3 separate regions of the Danio rerio genome follow, and all the other regions are linked to region 3. The links are chromatin contacts, called in public HiCAR-type maps. All regions are on one chromosome and are shown on one strand. The core of a region is the stretch at or near the end of the contact, and the rest is flanking DNA. Distances in the headings are between cores, read along the strand shown. Region 1 overlaps scfd2 (sec1 family domain containing 2). Region 2 holds the start of scfd2 (sec1 family domain containing 2). Region 3 holds the start of pdgfra (platelet-derived growth factor receptor, alpha polypeptide).

The links. HiCAR-type assays count read pairs that join an accessible place to other places.
Region 1: a HiCAR-type map of caudal fin shows a contact between it and region 3, with 15 times the contacts expected there. The contact joins the enhancer-like site here to the promoter of pdgfra in region 3. A contact is called at or near these places in 7 of 18 Hi-C or Micro-C datasets (caudal fin, embryo, fibroblasts and 2 more) and 2 of 4 datasets of contacts at active chromatin or transcription factors (caudal fin and embryo).
Region 2: a contact with region 3 is called in a HiCAR-type map of caudal fin, with 7 times the contacts expected there. The contact joins the promoter of scfd2 here to the promoter of pdgfra in region 3. A contact is called at or near these places in 2 of 4 datasets of contacts at active chromatin or transcription factors (caudal fin and embryo).

The regions. Positions count from the first base shown.
Region 1 is chr20:25,491,776-25,495,783 of GRCz12tu, reverse strand. The region is part of intron 5 of scfd2 (sec1 family domain containing 2); the gene reads right to left. Among named protein-coding and RNA genes, the nearest start is that of rasl11b, 130 kb to the left of the region's middle. Within about 2 kb of position 1,498, at least 12 of the 62 cell types and tissues checked have an H3K27ac peak or open chromatin away from gene starts, as enhancers often do. A contact at or near this core is called in caudal fin, where this site is marked.
Region 2 is chr20:25,348,726-25,352,459 of GRCz12tu, reverse strand. It overlaps scfd2 (sec1 family domain containing 2), which reads right to left and starts at 2,146. Exons shown (of 7, transcript NM_001013564.2): 1 at 1,230-2,146. The coding sequence starts at 2,043. It overlaps fip1l1a (FIP1 like 1a (S. cerevisiae)), which reads left to right and starts at 3,251. Exons shown (of 15, transcript XM_073934092.1): 1 at 3,251-3,536.
Region 3 is chr20:25,024,183-25,028,034 of GRCz12tu, reverse strand. It overlaps pdgfra (platelet-derived growth factor receptor, alpha polypeptide), which reads left to right and starts at 1,841. Exons shown (of 29, transcript NM_131459.3): 1 at 1,841-2,051. It overlaps LOC141379564 (a long non-coding RNA gene), which reads right to left and starts at 1,681. Exons shown (of 3, transcript XR_012396420.1): 1 at 1,481-1,681; 2 at 806-906.

The DNA of each region.
Region 1 (4,008 bases), core at 249-2,748, 470 kb before region 3:
ATTGTATATTAATGGATAAATGGGTAATAATGGAAATAAATCCAAATGTGTTTATCCAATAAATAAATAAATAAATAAATAAACAAACAAACATGCTGTGTTATGTAGAATAAAAAATTGAGCCAAGTACTGAGGAAATATAGCTACTATTTAAAGTAATCTGCATTTAAATTAATTGTGTGAAATCTGCTATTTAAGCACATGTTACAAATAACCCTCTGACTGTTACAACTTGGCTCGCAGGTGAGGTAAATAGTAACATTTTTACTCCTGGTAATTTTGGCAATACTGCACAGAAACTATGAGTCTGGCGAGCATAAATTCATTGTTCATTTGTAGAAGAGGTTTGTATTTCGTTAGTAAAAAAAAGAAATATATATATATATATAAAAAAAAAAAAAAAAAAAAAATATATATATATATATATATATATATATATATATATATATATATATATATATATATATATATATATATATATATATATATATGGTTTATCTAACCCCATTACTTTGTTCATTATTTGGCCAAAACCAAAAAGTGTTACTTTGTGCACATCTCTCCATTATTTGTTTAAAAAAGTACCACACTACAACTCTCATTTTAGCAAAAAAAGCATATGACCCCTTACTAAGATTAGACTTTAAAATACCTTTTCCCGTCTAAAAATGGCAAAAACGTTATACAAAAGTTATAAAAGTTTAAAAGTTATAAAGTTTTTATTAACCTCCCCCTGCAGGATGAAACAGGTACAGTCAACGCTGCTGAAATAAGATGTACGTGTCACATACAGTATAGGCTGCCTGTGAACATTCAACAGTAAAACAGACACTTAACCACTTACATACCATAGAACTCTATGAAAACTTCAACTATAAACAAAGACGCAGGAAATGTGAGCCACTCGGTCACGCACCCACAAATATGCATGCATATGTAATAAAATACACATTTAAAAGTATATGAGAACACCAATGCAGCATTCAAGGGCAGTTTGGGATAGTGGCTGCATGGTAATGTGGTGGTGAAGTTTTTATGAACCAAAAGGGGGCACTGTGGCTCCAAGAATCAGGTGGTCTGATTGCTGGCAACTTTATTTCAGTCCTCCCCCATGAGATATAAGTCATGGGCACACACCCACCGTTAAACACACCCACCGTTAAACACACCCACCGTTAAACACACACACACACACACACACACACACACACACACACACACACACACACACACACACACACACACACACACACACACACACACACACACACACACACACACACACACACACACACACACACACTGTAGTAAAACTTGGCCATTTTATTTCATTTTCCTCCGGGAGATTAGCGTCAGTCTAGCTTCGTCCAACTTCTCTCTTTTTTTATAACACACAGGAAAAAAAGGCAAGAAAAGGCACTATATACGCAGCCCAGATGTGCCCCTCTCCGTCACAATTTCCTTCATTCTTCTATTTCCTCCCTCTCTTTTATACCTTCCTTTCTTCTCATCGTCTCTCACTTGCGAACCGGTCCCTTCTTATCATGAGCACAGGTCCCATGAAACAGTGAGAAAGCCTGAGAAAATGCTCGATTGTGCAATTTCTCAATACTTTCTGTCTTGATTTCAACACAAACAAATGGTTCTCACAGTTTGAGATACATCTTGGTGTTTGTTTAACTGAAAGAAGTGTGAGAAATGACACAGATGTTGGTCTCAGAAAGAAAGAGAATGGTAGAATTGTTTGTTTTGTGGTATCTTACCACCTGGTTCACTAATGGAAATATGCAAATTAGTTAATGCAGATAAGTTCCTAGAGAAAAGAAAAAAAAACAGAAAAAAAAACAATTGCACTCTGATGTTTTGCTGCATAGTTTTGAGCACTTTATTGTGGATGTTTCAGTGCACTACTATATGACATATTTTACTGGACAGAATAAAGTGGCTGACACACAGTACTAAACTCAACCTACTCAAAACTAGCTGCTAAAAGTCAGAGAATGCAGATTTCAAATAAATTGCATAGTGTATAGCAGTCACAGACTCAAGTTGTTTAGCTTCATTGTTTGATTGCATCCAGTCGGAGGATATCCACTCATAGTTCAGCCAATTATGTAAGTTTGACACCCAGTGGTTGAACTTGGTATTGCACTCCTGGTTTAAAACACGCAAGCACAGGTTGCCAGATTGACAACAGCAACAAGAGTGTGCTTGACTATTGAAACTAAAGACTGATTTAAACTATGTTCTAAATATGAGCAATAAAGTGCAATAGAAGGAATATTTTCCATATTAAAATGAGTTTTTGTTCTAACCAACACCTGAAATATATACTTTAGAAAAGGCTTCTAATCCTTGCAGCTGAACAACAGAATAAACTGACAATGATCACCTCAGTTACACCTCATGTGCTTTATTCCATGTTAAATGCTAATAATGAGCGTTTGAATGCCATTTTACATGCCATTTATTGCATGAAAGTAGCAGCAGCAGATAGTTCACCTATTTAACTTTTATAAATTTAAATTTAAAATTATATATTTATTATAAATTGTCAAAGAATTGTGACTTAGTGCAAGCCAACACATATCAGTAATTTAGCATGTACATTTAATAATGTTAAAGGTAAAGGTTTAAATGTAAATTTAATGTGTATTTATATAGCGCATTTATTGTGTATGGCCATACACCCAAAGCGCTTCACAATCATGAGGGGGGTCTCTCCACACTACCACCAGTGTGCAGCATCCACTTGGATGATGCGACGGCAGCCACAGGACAATGGCGCCAGTGCGCTCACCACACACCAGCTATAGGTGGAGTGGAGAGACAGTGATCGAGCCAATTCGGTGGAAGGGGATGATTGGGAGGCCATGATCGTAAGGGCCGATAGAGGGACTTTGGCCAGGACACCGGGGTTACACCCCTGCTCTTTCACGAGAAGTGCCATGGGATTTTTTTAATGACCGCAGAGAGTCAGGACCTCGGTTTAACGTCTCATCCGAAAGACGGCAATAATATTAATATTAATATGTATTAATTAGATTATAAACCTTACCATTTCGTTTTGCAGTGAGTGCAATTTTCAGTGCTTCTGAATGGCTGTATTTAAATTTCTGTTGTGTTTTGTCTGGTGCAACAGCCAAATTGCTTATCACTGCAAATCTCGTCATGTAGCGTGTTGTTCGGACATGGTGTTACAATGTAACCTGCTTAACAAATGTATACATTTGGAATGTTTATGTTATTTGCTAATTACTGATGACCTCATATGGAACGCCGAATCTGCTTCTCATTTCAGAGTCTGCTACTGTCCACCGGAGGTCACATTTCGGTCACAGGCGCATACTTTAAGTGCCTTTCTGACTGAATGAATGAAATACACGGTCTTCCACAAAGGCCACCCGCGGTGCTGAAATATAATTGGCTAAACTGGCATTGGGTGGGTTAAAAGAACCAAAACAAAGACAGACATTCTGGCACGTAAAGCACATTATTATAGCAGAATATCGGTCTTTAGCATAGTTTTTTAGATAAACAAGAATGTTTAAAGGGCACAAAATCACAGAGGTAAAGAAGAAATTGAACTGGAGCTCCACCATAGACAAGAAAAAAATATATATTTTGCTGAAGAACAAACGCTGTCATTACATGGACAACAATCACAACAGCAAGTTGGGTGGTGATCAGCGGCTTGTTTATTGTGCTTGTTTACTGTGCTCATCTCCTGCACAGTATATTTCCACATTTGCTTCATCTGTCCTGCATCTTCTATCAGCAAGCCACATGTTTCTAGGCAAGTTTGTTGTGCTTGGAAAGACCTGAAAGTCTGATAGTATATAATCCTCAGTTGTGTAGTGTATAATGTCAGGCATTTCTGTGAAATCATTTATCAAGTCGGGAAGTGCATAATGGCAAATGTTTGCAAAATACACACTTACCGGCCACTTTATTAGGTAAAGCTGTCCAACTGCTTGTTAATGCAAATTTCTAATCAGCCAATTACAT
Region 2 (3,734 bases), core at 897-3,396, 320 kb before region 3:
AATAGGCATTTTCTGTAAACCCTAATACAAATGTATGAGTCAACAATTATTTTATTTTAACATTTTGACCCAAATAAATACACTTAAATGTATTTTTTTCTCACATAGTATGTTCTCTTTCCATTAATCTGAAATGACCTGAAATGTATATGAAAAAAATAGATCTGACTCTAGTGCAATCCCTCCAGGATTTTGAGAGTCTAATTGTTCTTGAGATAAAAAAAAAATATATATATAAAAATTTTACCTGTTATTTTTATTATTATTTCTCAGTATTTTCTTAGCAAAACACAGAAGTTGAAACAAATAATGCTATACGATTTGACAATAAATCATCACAAAATTTGTAGATTAATGCTGAAAATATATATAAGTAGCTGCAAAATACTAAAGACAGGGTTCGTACAGTTGCCTGGAATCACTAAAAATGCTTGAATTTTGGTGTAGTGTTTTCAAGGTTTGAAAAGTGCTTCGATTTTGAAAAATTAAAGTGCTTGAAACAGCTTAAAGATTTTACTGTTTTGCTTTCATAAAAATGTATTTTACTAAATAGGTAATAATATATATATATTTGGGGTGACGCGGTGGCGCAGTGGGTAGCACGATCGTCTCACGCATTTGGTATAGGTGTATTGGGTAAGCCAAAAATTGACCGTAGTGTATGAGTGTGAATGAGGGTGTATGGATGTTTCCCAGTGATGGGTTGCAGCAGGAAGGGCATCTGCTGCACAAAGTATATGCTGGATAAGTTGCCGGTTCATTCCACTGTGGCGACCGCAGGTTAATAAAAGGACTAAGCCGAAAAGAAAATGAATGAATGAATGAATGAATGAATGCATACATGTATATCTGCACATGTGCCTATAAGCATGATCTTTTGTCTTTTTTATCTGTGCCTTGTGAAAGTTTTATTAATTCGCTATTTACACTTCCTTGGGTGTTTCCAAAACTTTCTAAATGTCTTTCTTCTGTTGATCACACAAAAATATATTTTAAAGAAGGCTGAAAACCTGTAACTATTGACTTCTATAAAAGGACAAGTGCATGCGATGGAAGTCAATGGTTACAAGTTTTCAGCATTCTTTAAAATATATTTTTGTGTGTTCAACCAAAGAAAGAAACTCTTAAATGTATGGAACAAGTGAAGGATGAGTAAATGATGACGAGTGTATGGGTGAACTATCTCTTTAACTACTAATGACTTAATATTCAGACAGATTGGACTGCACCTGTAAGATCAAGAGTTCTGTCCACAAACACTACTGATGCTTTATTAGGGGCCGTCTTCCTCCTGTTTTTGGCTTGTGGAAGATTGGCCAGCTCGGTTGCGATCAGACGGCTCATCGGACCCACCGAAAAGCTCTCCTCACGGGTACTGATGAACTCAAACAGGCCATTGAGGGTCAATGCAAGAGTTTTAATCTGAATCTGCAGCTCAGGTGGCAGAGAATGCACATCCATGTCCATCAGACTCCCAAATCTCTTCTTCTCCGGCCTCTTCTCATTGATGGACTCAAGATCAACGTCCAATAAAGGAAAGAGATTAGAGAAAGCAGGTAAAAGATGGAGGTGTTCTGTCAAAGGGGCGAAGACCACGGGAGCGTGCATGACCTCAGCAGTGTAGTTCATATCACCCATCCATTCACATAGTTTCTCCTCGAACTGCTCAAACACCGGGTTCCCCTCCAGATCAGCGTTCACATTATTAGCAAGCAGGTGAATGGAGTGAGGAACAGTCGTGAAAACCACACAGTACTGGAAGTGGCTGAGGGAAATGATGTCCTTTATAATGTCTGCGGTTCTACCTTTTAACACAGTGCTGACCACAAACACAGCTTTGGGTTCATTCTGTGCACCCGCTTCAAAGCTCGAGAACTGCTTGATGTTTCGAGCTCCAGCCTCGAATAGTAGCGCAGCTCCTCCGTTCCAGTGGAGACTCTCCGAGCACCGGTCATCCATGAAAACAACAGCCTTTTTTACCTTTGACAGCACCTTCTCCCACGTCTGACCGGGGAAACACACGAGACCATCTGCGGGCAACATATTTCCGCTAATGTCGGCGTTTTTAAATCTGAAGAAGCGATAAAACAGAGCAACTGTCAAACAGACACCACTCAAAACAAACCCATGTGAGTCTCTCGAAGGTGACGTGGCGCAGAGGCGTCGCGATAATATTGCGTCATTGTATCAGCTGTTTATTTGTTTTCATTTTTGAGACTTACAATGTTGTATATTAAACATGTAGGTATACTTATTGCATACGTAGCAATTTTTAAAAATCGATTACTCTATGATTATATATCTATATATTTTTAAATATATCTACGTTATTTTAGAACATACAAAATATATAGTTTTTATATAATTAAAAACAAAACAGACAGATGTGTATATATTTTATATATGAATATATATATATATATATATATATATATATATATATATATATATATATATATATATATATATATATATATATATATATATATATATATATATATATATATATATATTAATTAATTAATTTATTTATTTATTTATGAATAAAAATTTTATATTCCGTTTTATTAATATCCCAATAATATAATTCTTCATCTAAGTAGGCTATTTGATTTAACATAACTGACTTTTTATGCCTACCTGAATTCAGATATGTTCATTTTCGAAATGTTGCAAACATAGAAATAATTGAGATTTATCAGTGACCTAAAATTAATTTAAAAAAATGTTTTAAATTTAAACAAAATATGTGTTGAGTAAACATAATATGGGTGAATAAATGTTCATTCAAATCTAAATAAATAAACAAATACATGTATTTTAAAATGTAAACGTTAATAAATAAATGAATAAATAAATAAATAAATAAATAAATAAATAAATAAACAAACGAATGAATGAATGAATGAATGAATGAATGAATAAATAAATAAATAAATAAATAAAGAGCTCTGTCCACACTCTGTGCTCAGCTTATGCTCCTTGAGAGAATGAAACGAAATATTATCTATTGTAAAAAAAATAAAAATAAAAGTCAAGATCTAAAATTAAAGATATAGACAAATAATTGAATAAATAAACAAACAAACAAGCATTTATTAATTCCTTTAAGGCTTCCAGAAATTCTCGGCAGGATAAATTGGCAAGACCAAAAGAGGGGGGAAGTTTCAATGTAGCTTTCACAGAAGGGGCTTTTTATTGGAATATAATTTTGTAGCCTTTAATTTGTGTTGATGTTGGAACTTCCTGCGCGCCCCGCAGAGCACACGTGCACGTGCAGTGCGATGTGTCTCTCTGGTAACGCGCACCTGCTAGAGCAGCACGCGGCGTGTCACTGTGACAGCTGTGACGGTAAACCCTAAAACTTTCACCACACCACATAAACTTAACTTGTCGAACTCGCTGAATCACTGAGTTAAACTTAGCCTCTGGTCTAAAAACAAAGTTCAAATTCCCGGAGGTGATCATGTCTACGAAAGAGGTAGAGAAAACAGCTGATGAGAGCGCTGATGAGGAGACGGACTGGCTTTATGGAGGTGAGAAATAAACACATTGATGATTAAACTTTGAAAACTTGTGTGAATTGATTCAGCAACGAGAATAAAACGCCCTCGTGGTGAGATCAATAATCACTTGACCAGCATCTACCAAATTAAAAGCATTTGTGACCTGACCCTATGTTGACAGCAGAGACCGTTATTTATTCAGCTGCACGCGTTTCATAACATTTACTT
Region 3 (3,852 bases), core at 592-3,091:
AAGCATACTTTGGAAGGAAAAATCATATTACCCATATATATATATATATATATATATATATATATATATATATATATATATATATATATATATATATATATATATATATATATATATATATATATATATATTAATATATATATATAAAGCTTGAGAAAAAAATTGGATTGTGTGCAATTACATAGGCTAATAATTATGATGATGATGATAATGATAATAATAATAATGATAATAACAATAAAATGTTCAATTTATGACAGTTTAAGCTGGAAATTTCTTTTATACTAAAAAAAATACTAAAGGCCCATATTTAATTATGGGCTATTAAAGTTTTTTAAAATTAATTAGTTTAATTAGAGTAATTAATTGCATTTTAAGATGTGAATTGAAAAGTTCCTTTCTGGATACTTTAGCTCGCTCAGCATCTTTTTGGCTTATAACTTTTGGAAACAGTTATGCAGAAACCCTAAAAACAACATACAACAGCAGTTTAATTATACCTGTGGAATTGTGCTTATTGGCAGCAAATTTTTGCTTTTGCTCATTTCAGTGCATTTAACGGATTCCAAACTAAGCACCGATCGCCGCTATTTCTGAATGCTTCAGTTTTAGTCTCAGAGATTAGAGTCTTTTGTTTCCAGAACAAGGGACTCTGTTCTTTTGAGCGACCGGGCGGCACGAACATGTGGAAATAATTGTGCTGAGCAACTGGAGATGTGTGTTTCTCTGCGAGGGTGAGCTGCAAGGCTGCAGGAAGAGCAGCGAGGGCTAGAGGGGGCCAAGCTTGCCCCGGGGCTTCACTCACCACATGCCGGCTCACTCATCTGCACAGAGCTGCAAATCACCGTGTGCTGCGTCGCGTAGGGTACTAATTCATAATGAGCCATTATCTGCAGCCTGCCATGTCTTAAAAAAAGCCAAAGGGAAAGAAAACAGAAAAAGATGTTGTTGTTAGTAAGAGTTTGACTAAACTTTCAGATATCGAATACAAATTATATAGCATATGTCTTTGATGTTATTTATTCAAAACTACGCTGTAATAAATTAGAGAGAGAGAGAGAGAGAGAGAGAGAGAGAGAGAGAGAGAGATTAAAACGAGAACCACTAAATGTGTTTCTTGTGTTAGAGCGCCCCCTGCGTAAATACGCGTGCGCCTTTGATGGACCCCCAATTTTTTTCTGCTGAATGAGCTATTTCAGAAACACACTGTACTCGACGCTAAATTATTAGCATTATTAACCATACTATCCATTATTATCTCATAATCACATAATTTCATCACATAGCCTATATTTAGTGTGCCATCTTGCGTGCACTCCAAAGTCAGAAACCACACAATACAAGTGTGAGTAATTTTAAATCAAGATCCACAAAACAATGCGCAAAACTGCAGCAGCAGCAGCATGAAGCACTGAAAAGCACAATCATCTAAAAGCTGAGCGTGAAGAATGGAGCGTGATGACAAGGTTAATCTAGTTACCGAATGTAATTGTGCATTCCCAATTCCTTGATTTCTTTCCTACCTAAGCCTGTATAAAAACACTTTTAATGGGTCACTTGACTTCATTGTCCCCGCAAAAAGATCCCTTTATTCCAAAAGGGCCCCTCTTAGACTTTACAAAAACATATGGTCCTTTTCTTCCCCGCTCAACCTCTTTTCATGCACCTCCTTCAGAACTGCAGAGCACGGAGAAATCTGACTCCTCTTCGGAGCCGCAGTGTGAAAACACGGACTCTTATTTTGAAAAGACGCCTGGGGCAGAGGGAGAGAGAGGAGGGGCAGTTTCCTGAGAGTTATTTACTTTGAGCCAGATGATTAGTTCTCTGGGAAGGATGGACTGTAGCATTGAATCAATTACAGGTTGCTGTTGCAGAGGCGCATTTGTGTGAGTGGCCGTGGAGCAGGACGGAGGAGCGCAGCACAAGGGAAAGGATTACTACTGCTTTACAACTGAGGACCCTTGGGCTTATTAGAGTATTTTACAAGAGCTTTGCCATTCATTTTGGCTGTTCTTTTTTATCAAAGGGAACAACCAAAAGGGATTAAAAAGGTATTGTATGTTTCAATTAGTTTAATTAGTTTCTTTTGTATTTTCGTTCATGCAAAGTTCCCTCGAAAACGGTTGAACCTCTGAACATAATTGCACTTACTCAGGATTAGACTAATTAAATGTGTTCTTGATTTCTTTTTTTAACAGTTGAGGTTTTTATTAATTAGTTTTCTCTATCTCTGAAACGACCAGTAAAGATAAATTAAACATGCATGCAAATAAATAAATAAATAAATAAAAACATTCGATTTGATAACTTGTTAAAAAGGTTTTTACTTATAAATAATCATGTTCAAGTATTTTTCCCATCAATGCTCACAATGGACACGTACGTTTTTTTACCTAAAAAAGAAAAGATTTTTCTTTTTATTCTGGACACTTTTGCATCGAGCAGGATTATGTCCCATCCAAGGAACAGCGTTATCCCGTAAAGTTAAAGCCTGGTTGTGCTGGATCTCAGTTGGAGCCGCAGGCGCGCAGCTGGGGGTGTCTCAGCCCGTGGAGAGGCGCTCCGCTGGCATCTAATGGCAAACACATTTCTGACTGGAATTGGAGAGTTCTTTGTGCCTTAAAATATTAATCGGATGACCATTTCTATACTGGAATACCACTTAATGGATTAGTAGTCTTCTGAAAGGATATGTATGTGTTGCAAATAGCGATGGAGAAGTAGAAGGAAAGTTTGGCAAACTTATTTGCCGCGTTCTGCGCTGAAGCCCAAGTCGATGATGATGAAGCTGCATGAATGGGAAACTTCTCTCACATCTGGATTAACTTAATGCAATTTTTTGTAGTATTTACCAAGGACTGATGAGACTGTGTTGCTTGGCTGTTATTGTAATAAGACTGGAAAATGTTTAATCATTATTTTTTTCGCCCCTTCCTGCTTTTATACTGGACTTATGAACGTCTCCTCATTTTACACCGCTTTCTTTTATTCTCATGGAAATCGCTTTTACGCGTGAACTAACCAGGTGCTGGACGGCACCCCTCGCTCAGCTGTTGCCCGAAAGTGTCAAGCACAGCGGATGGGTTGTGTTTGGCAGCCAGTTGCGCATCTATGTGTGCGTGTGTGGGCGCCTTGCGATGGGGGGTGCGCGCCGAATATGTGCGGACGCTCCCGACACCGCTGGCTGGGCAGATGAGCGGTACCAAACGCGCACCAGTCTGCCATTACACAAAGGATTCCCACGGCAATCCGATGGACTCTGCACAGAAAGGGGTCGACTAATTACAGTCTTACTCGACACCCCCGGATTCACCAAGGATAACTGGCTTGAGAGGGATGACACGAGCAAACGGGAACTTCGCTGGGCTGTAAAACTCTTTCCCCCCTTTGCTTTGAGCTTTTCCCCTTCACTTTGAAAAACTGCTGAACCATTTTTTTTAAACTAAATGGATCTAAAATATTTGCTCAGTTTTTAATTAGTTTTAAACAAATTTACAGAAAACTACATTTTAATAAATATAACATTTCATCCGGATATAACTGAGTTTTTGCAGAGCTAACCACTTCAGACTGATTGGCATTGACTGTCTGCTGGAGCGCTGATGGAACCCAGGGGTCCGAGCATCAGACAGAGATAAAACACGCGCGCGCGGAATGTCTGATTAGAAACAAGCGCTTAAACTAGTGACTGGTCTTTTGAAATCACAGGAAAACTAAATCCAAAAGTTCTGTTACATCAATGTAATCGTTATTTGTCCACGTTAGTCTAAGTTGGAATATATGTTTTAAATTCAGACGATCAAATTTAATTGTGCAACAGAATAATTTAGATGGAGAAAAAATAACCAATAA